Regions from separate parts of the Anolis sagrei genome. Here region 2 is linked to region 1. A link is a contact called in public Hi-C data. All regions are on one chromosome and are shown on one strand. The core of a region is the stretch at or near the end of the contact, and the rest is flanking DNA. Distances in the headings are between cores, read along the strand shown.

Region 1 (5,877 bases), core at 1,391-3,890:
ACTTCCAGAAATCCCAACAGCTGGTAAACTGGCTGGGATTTCTGGGAGTTGTAGACCAAAATACCTGGGGGCCTACAAGTTGCGAACCACTGCTTTAAAGACAAACAAATTTTATCTGGTATACGTTTTCATGGACTTAAACTCCTTCATTAAAGTCAGCTCCACAAAAGCTTGGACAAAGTAAAACCTGTTAACCTTTGAGATGCCACAGGATTTCAGTCATTTTTGTTGCAAAAAGTCTCACACGAGTCTCTTTCCTAGGCCATTGCTTCCATTAGAAAGACACTGCTCTATGGATTCGGTATTTCCACAAACTTGAAAAACTGAAGTGTAAGCAAAGGATCCATGTTCTGTTATTGAATCAGTTCCTAGTTATTGAAAAACAGGTTTTGTACAAGTAATGTTACAACTCATTGCCTGTCTTGAGGAAAGCTCATTACTCACAATGAGAACTTATAATTAACTCCCATCTTTCTAGAAAAGTGAAAAAGTATCGTAGTACGATCATAACTTACCGTAGTACGGTCATAACTTACTGTATGTAGCTTTGAAGTTACTGCATATTTATGAGATTCAGTGGAGAAACACCATAATCATTCAAGCTCAGTCTCAGTCCTCTTTTTTTCTGGACCAAGGTGCCAAAGAGAGACGGAAGGAAGCAAGGAATATTTTTGGCATTATAATTCTGTTGCTGCTGGAATGTATAACGGTAAAATGCGGTGTTTTTGGTTACTTTTGAAAAGCATTTGTTACGGAAAAATTTTGAATTAAAAAAACCACTTTCAAAACTGTGAAATCAATCAGCCTTTAATGCCTATCATTCTACAGATTGGAGAAAGAAACTCTTGATTTTTTTTTTCTAAAGTGGTGTTTTTTCCTAAAGAACAATTGTTTTTGTACAGTTCATTCGCTTCCGACTCTTCATGACCTCATGGACCAGCCCATGCCAGAGCTCCCTGTCGGCCGTGGCCACCCGCAAATCTCTTGGGAAGACAAGCAGACAAATGTCAGCGTGCTGGAAGAAGCAAAGTCCTCCACCATCAATTCCGCTGGATTGGCCATGTTGTCTGGATGCCTGACCACCGTCTCCCAAAACAGTTGCACTATTCCGAATTCAAGAACGGAAAACGGAATGTTGGAGGACAGGAAAAGAGATTTAAAGATGTGCTCAAAGCCAACCTTAAAAACTCTGGCATAGACACTGAGAACTGGGAAGCCCTGGCCCTCGAGCGCTCCAGCTGGAGGTCAGCTGTGACTAGCAGTGCTGCAGAATTTGCAGAGGCATGACTGGAGGGCGAAAGAGAGAAACGTGCCAAGAGGAAGGCGCGTCAAGCCAACCCCGACTGAGACCGCCTTCCACCTGGAAACCGATGCCCTCACTGCGGGAGAAGATGCAGATCAAGAATAGGGCTCCACAGTCACCTACGGACCCACAGCCAGGACACCAGTCTTGGAAGACAGTCCTACGAGGAATCACCTAAGTAAGTAAGATTGCTACAAATGCTATAGAGGCACAACTGCTTTTTGAAGGCTGCACCTAGAATGAATGCCCCACTGTTGGAAACTGACAGCCTAGATGGGTCTTGGACACTGCTTTAATATCCATGGTTTGATAGGATGAGATCATGGGGGTTGATATTCATGGACCATGCTTTTACCTACAAGAAGCATTGCCTGAACATCAAGCAAAAAGTGTTAGAAACAATATCATACGAAATCTGACTGGCACAACCTGGGGATCACAACCAGATACAGTGAAGACATTTCCTCTTGCGCTGTGCTACTCTGCTGCTGAGTATGCATGCCCAGTGTGGAACACATCTCACCACACTAAAACAGTGGATGTGGCTCTTAATGAGACATGCCGCATTGTGGCCAGTATCGCACCACCTGTCATTCGCCGGGACGTGGCAGCCAATAGTGAAAGGACCAAGGCAGAGACATCTCCAGCTCACCCCCTGTTTGGGTATCAGCCAGCATGTCAACGACTTAAATCCAGACATAGTTTTCTATGATCTACAAAGACACTGATATCGAGATCGTACTAGCTGGAACACCTCAGCAAGCGAGAGTCCAAAAGTGGCAGGCTCAAACCCAGCACCTCAACCAATGGCTGATACCAAATGAGAGACTCTCCCCTGGGCACACAGAGGACTGGGCGACTTGGAAGGCACTGAACAGACTGCGCTCTGGCACCATGAGATGCAGAGCCAACCTTCAGAAATGGGGCTACAGGGTGGAATCCTCGACATGCGAGTGCAGAGAAGAGCAAACCACTGACCACCTGCTGCAATGCAACCTGAGCCCTGCCACATGCACAATGGAGGACCTTCTTGCAGCAACACCAGAAGCACTCCAAGTGGCCAGATACTGGTCAAAGGACATTTAATCAACTACCAAACTCACACATTTTGTATTTTCTTTGTTTGTTTGCTTTGTTCTGTTAGAAATGTAATATAATTGACTGGCTGCCCTGACACAAGAAATAAAAATGGGGGTTGTAGTCTTGTGCAAGCCATCGCGCGCTCACCACACCACTGAGTCGACTGGCCTGGCGCATAGAGAGAGCCCTCGCGAGGAAACTACCCTTCCCAGAATGCTGCGAGCGAGGGAGAGAGGCAACCTGCGCGTGCGCAGTCCTTCCTACCCTTTGCCCAACTTCTTCCCAGTTCTCTGTCAATCTTGGCGACTTGAGGAGGCAGCAGGATGTCGTCTCCGCTGAGGTTTGACGGGAGAGTGGTCCTGGTCACCGGGGCGGGAGGAGGTAAGCAGGATGAGACCCTGAAGGTCCCCGAGGCTGCTGGATCCCCAGAAGTGGGTCGGGGAGAGGAGCCTTTTTGCCTTATTGCTCTCTTCGTTGAGAGTAACGTGTGAATGCACTGCTTTTGGGGGGAGAATGGTCTCGTGTCCTATTGGGGCCATCCCTTCCCATGAAATCCTCACAAATCCAGTGTTCCTAGTGGGATCTTGGCGTTTTTCCAGTCTGTGCACTTGTAATGGTTACAGCAGTGGTTCTCAACCTGTGGGTCCCCAGATGTTTTGGCCTTCAACTCCCAGAAATCCTAACAGCTGGTAAACTGGCTGGGATTTCTGGGAGTTGTAGTCCAAAACACCTGGGGACCCACAGGTTGAGAACCATTGGGTTAGAGTGTATTATTATTATTATTAGTTATTAATAGTAATAATAATAATTATTAATCATTAATATTACTATTTGTATTTGTATGCCTGGCAAACTTCGGCCCTTCAGGTGTTTTGGACTTCAACTCCCACAATTCCTAACAGCCGGTAGGGAGTTGAAGTCCAAAACACCTGAAGGGCCGAAGTTTGCCCATGCCTGACACTGTTGTATTATTGAGTTTGTATGCCACCTTTGTTCCAGACTGACACTATAACCCTAGAATACATCTGCACTATATCATTAATGCATTTTGACACGGCTCAATGCTATGAGACCAGTCTTCTTCTGGGTCCTCACCAAACTACAACTCCCTCAACTCCCATCACATTGAGTTATGGCATTAATTCTGCAGTGTGGATGCACCTCAGCGTACATGTGTTCGAATCCTCACTCAGCCCCTAAGTCTCAGAAGAAGGACCTTGGCCTGCTTGCTAAGGTTGTTGGAAGGGGTTTCAAAATAAAAATATAACGTGAGACCTTTGGTGGAATGATAATAAATTAAATAACATCATTATTTTAAGCCATAATACTGAATTTCACAAATTAGCTATAAAGTTGGCCTGGGGTTTGGTTCCACAGCTGTCATAGACACCAAAAATCTGTGGATTCCCAAGTCCCATTGCATACAGTGATATAATAATATAGTAAACTGGTGTTTCTTATATAAAATGCAAAATCAGTATATATTTTTTTGCATTAAAATATATTCAAACTGTGGATGCAGAATCCGTGGATATGGAGGACCATATATCTTCTGAAGCTATTATTGTCAGTCTGATTAAGCTAAAGATATTCTGGTCCTCCTGATCCTTCCCTTTTATACTATTTCACAGCATAGATTAAACTCTTGTGCCAGCTGAACTGCTGAACTGAAGGTCAGCAGTTCGAATCCGTGAGACGGGGTGAGGTCCCACCTATCAGCTCCAGCTTCCATGTGGGGACATGAGAGAAGCCTCCCACAGAATGGTAACACATCCGGGCGTTCCCTGGGCAACGTCTCTCTCACATCAGAAGTCACTTCGGACATTATTTAAGGAAAAAAAAACCACCATAGGGTTTGTACTGCAGTTCCTATCAAACAGAGCCAAAGAGGAGGATATGGAGAGTTGCAATCTGCAGAGTCTTGTGATTCCCTGCTCTACTGTTTTGTCAAAAGGAAAACTATACCTTGGCAAATAGGCATTGAAGGCTAAGGGTGCATCTACACTAGAATGAATGCAGTTTTGACACTACTTTAACTGCCATGTCACAATGCTATGGAATCACAGGAGTTGTAGTTTGGTGACATTCCAGCACTTTTTTTGCAGAGAAGGCTAAAGGCCATGTAAAAGTACAACTCTCATTGTTCCAACTCATTGAGTCGTGACAGTTAAAGTAGTGTCAAACTGCATTCATTCTGTAGTAGATGAACTTTGAGCCCTCTTAAGTATGTAGCATATGTTTTTGACTTTGGCTGGACAAAGGTTTAGGTTATTGCCTGTGATTCCCATATTGTGGTTGAGAGGATTGTTTCCCTAGGGCTGCTCACTCCCAAATGAAGCAACTACTGAAGAAGATAGTAAACATAGATAGCAAACCCAGCCTGTATTTTGCAATATAATATATGCTACTGACTTGTTGGTCTGGTTAAACTTAATGAGTTATGCCTTGAAGCATTCTGAATGCTGATTTATTGATTTTAGGTTAAGTTTCTTGGGGTGCATTTACACTGTAAAATGAATGCAGTTTGACACCACTTTAACTCTGATGGCTCAATTGGGATCTTTAGAGTTGTAGGGCTGGTGCCTCACCAAAGTACAAATCCCAGATTCCCATTGCATTGAGAATAGATACACCCTTCCTATCAGGCTTTCTCAGTTAAGTTTTAATACATGGTAACAGAGAGACAGGTATCTGAACCACAAATATAGTATGAAGTAAACAGGGCAAAATGGAGAGACAGTACTGTCAACATTTCAGAATTAACAAGTTATTTCCTATCAGATTAAATTCAAAGTTGGGGCTGTTACCCAATTCAAGCTGCATCAAGGTGGGATATGAATAGCACAGCACAATAATAAAATGTCCTTTTCAAAACTCGTTTACATGGGGGGTAAAGGTAAAGGTTTCCCCTTGACATTAAGTCTAGCCGAGTCTGACTCTGGGGGTCGTGCTCATCTCCATTTCTAAGCTGAAGAGCTGGTGTTGTCTGTAGACACCTCCTAGGATGGTCATGTAGCTGGCATGACTGCATGGAGCATGGATGCCTTCCTGCCTAAGCAGTACCTATTGGTCTACTCACATTTGCATGTTTTCGAACTGCTAGCTTGCAGAAGCAAGGGCTAATGATGGGAGCTCACCCTGCTCCCTTGATTCGAACCTCTAACCTTTCAGTCAGCAAGTTCCGCAACACAGCGGTTTAAAATCCTGCTCCACCGCGACCCCAATATACACGGGAGGTGCATTTATATATAGAAAGCTGACATGATGTGGAAATATAGGTATATACTAGGATTCTTGAACAAGTTGTTTGATAAACACAAAACAGTAGTTAGGAGGAAGGGGACTTTTCTGATTTAGGGGAAGAGATTTCTTAGGATATTTATTTTTGCTTCTTATTTATAAAAGGATCAACATACAGTTTGAGCAGAAACAGAAACAAAATGCCAACAGATTTGCTCAAGAAAAATATATTTGCTCAAGAAAAATATATCCCA
Region 2 (6,743 bases), core at 807-3,306, 170 kb before region 1:
GTGCTAGCTATTTATTTGGAAGGTGCCTGTGATGCAGGGAACAGATGCAGGGAGTTTCAGAAAAACATCTATTTCTGCTTCATTGACTATTCTAAAGCCTTTGACTGTGTGGATCATAATAAATTGTGGCAAGTTCTTAGTGTGATGGGCACACCAAGCCACCTTGTCTCTCTCCTGAGGAATCTGTACAAGGACCAAGTAGCAACAGTAAGAACTGACCACGGAACAACAGACTGGTTCAAGATTGGGAAAGGCGTACGGCAAGGCTGCATACTCTCACCCAACCTTTTTAACTTGTATGCAGAACACATCATGCGATGTGCGGGGCTTGATGAATGCAAAGCTGGGGTGAAAATTGCTGGAAGAAACATTAACAACCTCAGATATGCAGATGACACCACTCTGATGGCCGAAAGCGAGGAGGAGCTGAGGAGCCTTCTAATCAAGGTGAAAGAAGAAAGCGCAAAAGCCGGGTTGCAGCTAAACATAAAAAAAACCAAGATTATGGCAACAAGAATGATTGACAACTGGAAAATAGAGGGAGAAAATGTGGAGGCCGTGACAGACTTTGTATTTCTAGGCGCAAAGATTACTGCAGATGCAGACTGTGGCCAGGAAATCAGAAGACGCTTACTTCTTGGGAGGAGAGCAATGTCCAATCTCGATAAAATAGTAAAGAGTAGAGATATCACACTGGCAATGAAGATCCGCATAGTCAAAGCCATGGTATTCCCTGTAGTCACCTACGGATGTGAGAGCTGGACCTTAGGGAAGGCTGAGCGAAGGAAGATAGATGCTTTTGAACTGTGGTGCTGGAGGAAAGTTCTGAGAGTGCCTTGGACTGAGAGAAGATCCAACCAGTCCATCCTCCAGGAAATAAAGCCCGACTGCTCATTGGAGGGAAGGATACTAGAAACAAAGTTGAAGTACTTTGGCCACATCATGAGGAGACAGGAAAGCCTAGAGAAGACAATTATGCTGGGGAAAGTAGAAGGTAAAAGGAAGAGGGGCCGACCAAGGGCAAGATGGATGGATGGCATCCTTGAAGTGACTGGACTGACCTTGAAGGAGCTGGGGGTGGTGACGGCCGACAGGGAGCTCTGGCGTGAGCTGGTCCATGAGGTCACGAAGAGTCGGAGACAACTGAACGAATGAACAACAACAAGAGTATATGAATCAGAAGGGATTACATGTGTAGATATGGCTCCCAGCTCTTAATTATATAATGCTGCAAAATCCAAAATATAGGACATTTTAGGATAAGGGATGTTCCACCTATAATAACAAAAGGGAGAAAAATCAATGAAAGCAAAACAATCCCTTCCAGCCAAAGCACCACTCTGGAAAGAGAGGAAGGGCACATCTCCATTGTAAAATGAATGCAGTTTGAAACCACTTTAACTGTTGTGTCACAATACTAGGTGGAATCATGAGATTGGAGTGTAGTGGGGCACCAGCACTATTTAGCAAAGAAGCCGAAACACCTTGCAAAACCACAGTTCCTATAATTTCATAGCACTGAGCCATGACAGTTAGCGGTATCTATCAAACTTCATTCATTCCACAGCTCAAGATGCACTTCTCCTTTTTTGACAGCAGGTGGCTGGTTTGCTTGCAAGGGTTTTCTCTTCTTTCTTATGGCAGGAAAAAGAGTTGCAATGCCGCTGTTGGCCAGCAGAGGCAGCGCGACACCTGGCCTAGGGAGGGAACATCACGTGACCTGCAGGCACAGCCGGCCTGGCTTCCCACTCACCCGCAGCGGCTGCACTCCGGTCTCCGCTCGCTGAGCTCCACGGGTAGCTCCCAGAGGCCCTCGCAGCCTTCGCTGTCCTCCGTGGGAGAGCTGACACTAGCGGGAGCTGTGTGGCCCTCCGCTTCTTCTTCTTCTTCTTCTCTAGGGCCCGCCGCGCCCGTTGCCAACATTTCTTTTTCCATGGCTTCCGTCCTATACGACGGCTATTGGAAAGAGGGACAGTAGGACCCTGCGGAGAACCCGTCGGGATGGGCACCATGCGGGGCAGCCACCCCGCCCTCTTCCAGGGTCATGTGATGGAAAGGGCCTCCGCCCGCCCCCTTCTAGGATTATCAGCCAATCAGAAAGCGAGGTGAAGGGCAAGCGGAGGGTTTTGCGTCTGCGCACAAGATGGCATGAGTCCCAAACTGATCTCTTTTGGACTTCAACTCCCAAAAGCCTCAGCTTCCCGGCCAATGTTCAGGGATTCTGGGAATTGATTGTTATACTTCCAGTATATTCACTATTTAAGAAAAGTGTTTTTCAAAAGAGTAGGGAATTATTTTTTATAGTTTTGAATTTGCATTGTTTACAATGTTATTAATGGGTTGCTATAAGTTTTTCTGCCTGTATGGGCATGTTCGAGAAGCATTCTCTCCTGACGTTTCTCCTGCATCTATGGCAGGCATCCTCATGTGAGCCATGTTCCAGAAGCATTCTCTCCTGACGTTTCTCCTGCATCTATGGCAGGCATCCTCAGAGGTTGTGAGACCTCACAACCTCTAAGGATGCCTGCCATAGATGCAGGAGAAATGTCAGGAGAGAATGCTTCTGGAGCATGGCCATAAAGCCCGAAAAACTTACAGCAACCCAGAGATTCCGACCACAAAAGCCTTCAACAATGTTATTAATATTATTAATATATTCATTTTTATCCAACCTTTCTCCTGATAATGGTATTCAGGGCAGTTAGCTGGAAAAATTCAAACAATATATAACTAGAATAAAATAGTAATGTATGATTTAAAAAACAATGTATGAATTAGAACAGCAAAATATATTTTAAAAATATGCTTCCTGGTGTTATTCGTGGCCGTCAAATTGACTTTGAATTATGGTTACTCAATGGCAGGCATGGGCAAACTCCGGCTCGCCAGGTGTTTGGGACTACAACTCCCACAATTCCTAACAGCGGAGTTGTAGTCCAAAATACCTGGAGAGCCGGAGTTCGCCCATGCCTGCTCTACCATTGCAGTAATGCAGTTTGATGCCACTTTCATTGTGCTAACTCAATGCTGTGGAATCCTGGGTTTTGTTGCTTAGTGTGTTGTAGTTTTGCCTTTTCTGTGAAAGCAAGCTGGTGCCTCATCAAACTACAGCTGTCATGATTCCAGAGCATTAAACCATTGCAGTGAAAGTGGTGTCGAACTGAATTCATTCTCCAGTGTAGATGCAGCCTCAGTGTAAGAGTTTCCTTGTTGCAACTAATATTAGCATATAAACATTTCCTTTAACCCTGAAGGCATACTCTGGCTTTGTGCCCAAGTCCTTTCTGTGCTGAAGTATAAAGTGTCAACATGGCCAAGGAGGTATGGCTATGTTTTCAATACAAATACAGTGAAAGGTGAAGTGGAATAAAATCACCAGTGTGTTGGTGTGGGACCAAAACAGAAACCAAGATCCATAATTGAGACATACAACAAAGTGGGGCCGTGGAATGTGGCTTTTCAGGACTGAAGCCACTCCTCCTCCTAAAGTCTGCATTCCATGACCACAGAAATGGGTCTGCTGTTGGACTGTTACCTTATTTTGCTAGCATATGCTACTTTTTAATGGAGCACTTCTCTTTTCTGCACATTTCCTAAAAGAATTTAGGAAGCAATTGTTCAATGGAAATTTCACTGATACCATGGAAAAGCCCTAAGACTTCTCTTTTCCATTTTCACTAAAGCATACGGTTTGTTACCATAAACAGCAAGTTTCTGGGCAGCAAGTGTTTATCATAATCAGAAAGGGGAACATTTCACAAACACACAAATCCCTGGTAGCTATGCAGCTCCATTTTTGTTTTATTTTACTTATTTAGGACAACAAAAATGGAAATACCCACGGATCACGGAACAGAAAAAGCACGCCTTCCTTTTTCTGATCACGCGTCAGTCAAGCTAAAAGTCAGTGATGACTATGAGTGTGGTGTCAACAACATTTATGAAGAAGGAAATTCAATTGAGATCAATTGAACTAACCTCCAAGTAAACATGATTAAACTAAGGCTGCAATGTTCTGCACATGATCAAAGGAAGGAGCCTCTGTGAACTCAGTGGGGCACTTAAGCACAGCCTCTCCAGAGCAGACAAAAGACCTATTTAGTCCACCATGCTGTGATCAAGCAGTTAACTCCATGCTCTATAGTATTGCACTCTTACTTGTGATTCACAGTAACTGACACACAGGTGCATATTGCAAGTACTATATAGCTATGATAACTAATAGCCATTTAGAACCTCATCCTCCACAAATGTTGTAATCCGATCTTAAATCTGTCCAAGTTAGTGGCCAGTGCTATGCTTCTTAATTAAAAAATATACCATACTTAACATGCTGTGCAAAATTTGGAATGATCCAAATAATAATGTGTCCAATGTAAATTGAAGAAATGTTGATGCTTAAGCCAGAGCAAAAAAAAAAAAATCAACCTATCAATAACACTGGTAATACCACGAATTCATAAAGGCAAACCATCTTTATTAACTTAGAAATTTTGAATACATTTCAATTCAAATTTAAACTATGGGTGTTTAAGATTATTTGAAAAACGTAAGAACCCTACAGAACCAGTTGGAATTTGGCCTCATTGACCATTGAATCCAACTCACTGCTCAATGCAGGATCCTCAGATAGTTTAAATCTGTCAAAGAGTTTGAAGGGGATTTATGGCCCATCAAGGGGATTTATGGCCCATCCAACCTCCTACTCAACCCCTAGCAGGCAGCTGCTCAGCCTCTTTTTGGAGACATCCAGAGAAGGAGATCCCACTTCTCCATGCGATTGCTTCCTCTGATGAACTGCTCTTACGGCCTAAACTTCATGATTGAATTTCTAATGTTCGATCAATATCTATCCTCCTGTTATTTATTTTAACTTCTATTATACTTGGTCCTACCCTCTGGGACAACAGGGAAGAGGCCTTCCACAGTGCTTTTTGTGGCAGCCCCTTTGGTACTTAAAGAGTGCAGTCCTGTCAGTCTTTTCCTCACCAAACCAAACAAGCCCAGCTCTTTCAACTTATCTTCATATACATTTTGTTCTTCACACTTTTTAGCATCCTTCTTGCCCATATCTAAGGCAGGTCCAGTTATATCTCTGAGGCACCAAGAACTGAAGTTATTCCAAATGAGGCCTAACCAGCACAGAAAATAATGGGACTATGCCTTCCCTCTAGTTAGATACTATGCTTCTATTAATGCAGGTTAAAATAGAATTCACAATGCTGGCTCATAATCAGATTATGATCAATAAACTGGTTTGTTTGCTATCTCCTTCCTATAGAATTCATTGGTGGTCACCCAAGAAAATATTATCTATTCCTGACAATGCATAGCTTCCAAGATGCAAAAGAATGTAGTGCCTTTAGGGCAGGCATTAGCAAACTAGACACCGAGCCCTTCTTGGAAGATTTATTATTTATCGTGTCATCAGCAACCACACCATTGTATTACATTTCTAACAGAACAAAACAAGCAAACAGATAAAAAACCACAAATTTCGCAAACTTGGTAGTTGATTAAATGTCCTTTGACCAGTATCTGGCCACTTGGAGTGCCTCTGGTGTTGCCGCAAGAAGGTCCTCCATTGTGCATGTGGCAGTGCTCAGGTTGCATTACAGCAGGTGGTCAGTGGTTTGCTCTTCTCCGCACTCGCATGTCGTGGATTCCACTTTGTAGCCCCACTTCTTAAGATTGGCTCTGCATCTCATGGTGCCAGAATGCAGTCTGTTCAGCGCCTTCCAAGTCTTGGAAGATGATGGTCAATATTAGTATGGCTGCTATGGATCATTTGTATAGCGTGTGCATGTAAAACGGAAAATAAAAATGTATCCGATCACAAGTGTATATACAATATAGATAGAAAGTATGACTAGACCAGGTATGGACAAACTTCGGCCCACAATTCCTAACAGCCTTCCAGCAGAAGAGGAAAGGAAAGGGGCTGAGGCTGTTAGAAATTGTGGGAGTTCAAGCTCAAAACATCCAGAGGGCCAAAGTTTGCCCAGGCCTAATATAGGGTATTTAGACCCTCAATTGTCTGTACCTACCATTGTCCCTGGGGCAATCCACACCAGCGCTGATGGGGATAGAAGCTTGCCAACTCTTGCATGTATCCATTACCTGGGTAAAATCACTACCGAACCCAGATGACCACTTACTACAGGGCTGCATTTATGAGAGATGCAGAAGGCCAAGCTTCATGTTCCTGTTCTGCTTTCCAGATTACACAGCCCAATTAAAAAAATCTCAGTGTCTTAGTTTTTAGGTCTGTTCCTGGGGTTATTTGGGGCGCTGATTTGGTAAACTGCATTGGATAGACCACATCTTCTTAGATATGGTTATCATAATTTTCTGCAGGCGAGTGAATGGTATATGGCGTATGTTCTAATTGTAAGAACTATTCAGCAGAACTCTCTGCCTCGGAGTGTGGTGGAAGCTTTTTTTTTCATGTTGGGAGTGACTTGAGAAACTGCAAGTCGCTTCTGGTGTGAGAGAATGAGCCATCTGCAGGGACGTTGCTTTTAAACAAGTTGGATGGCCATCTGTCAGGAATATTTTGTGATCTTCCTGCATGTCAGGGGGTGGACTAGATGACCCATGTGGTCTCTTCCAACTCCTATTATTCTAATTCTATATATATAAAAACTTGAGCAGATAGGGGAAAACAGGTGCCATTTTTTAGAATCAGCAGGTCAAATATGCCCAGAAATAGGGTTAACATCTGAGTCACCATAATGGGACTC

The links. A called contact is a pair of places that touch in the nucleus more often than the background predicts.
Region 2: a contact with region 1 is called in a Hi-C map of mixed tissue, with 3 times the contacts expected there. The contact joins the promoter of DTWD2 here to the promoter of HSD17B4 in region 1. A contact is called at or near these places in 2 of 2 Hi-C or Micro-C datasets (both in mixed tissue).

What each region holds. Positions count from the first base shown.
Region 1 is chr2:241,561,715-241,567,591 of rAnoSag1.mat, reverse strand. It overlaps HSD17B4 (hydroxysteroid 17-beta dehydrogenase 4), which reads left to right and starts at 2,640. Exons shown (of 24, transcript XM_060761948.2): 1 at 2,640-2,764. The coding sequence starts at 2,707.
Region 2 is chr2:241,730,425-241,737,167 of rAnoSag1.mat, reverse strand. DTWD2 (DTW domain containing 2) reads right to left here and starts at 2,056. Exons shown (of 6, transcript XM_060761940.2): 1 at 1,754-2,056. The coding sequence starts at 1,935.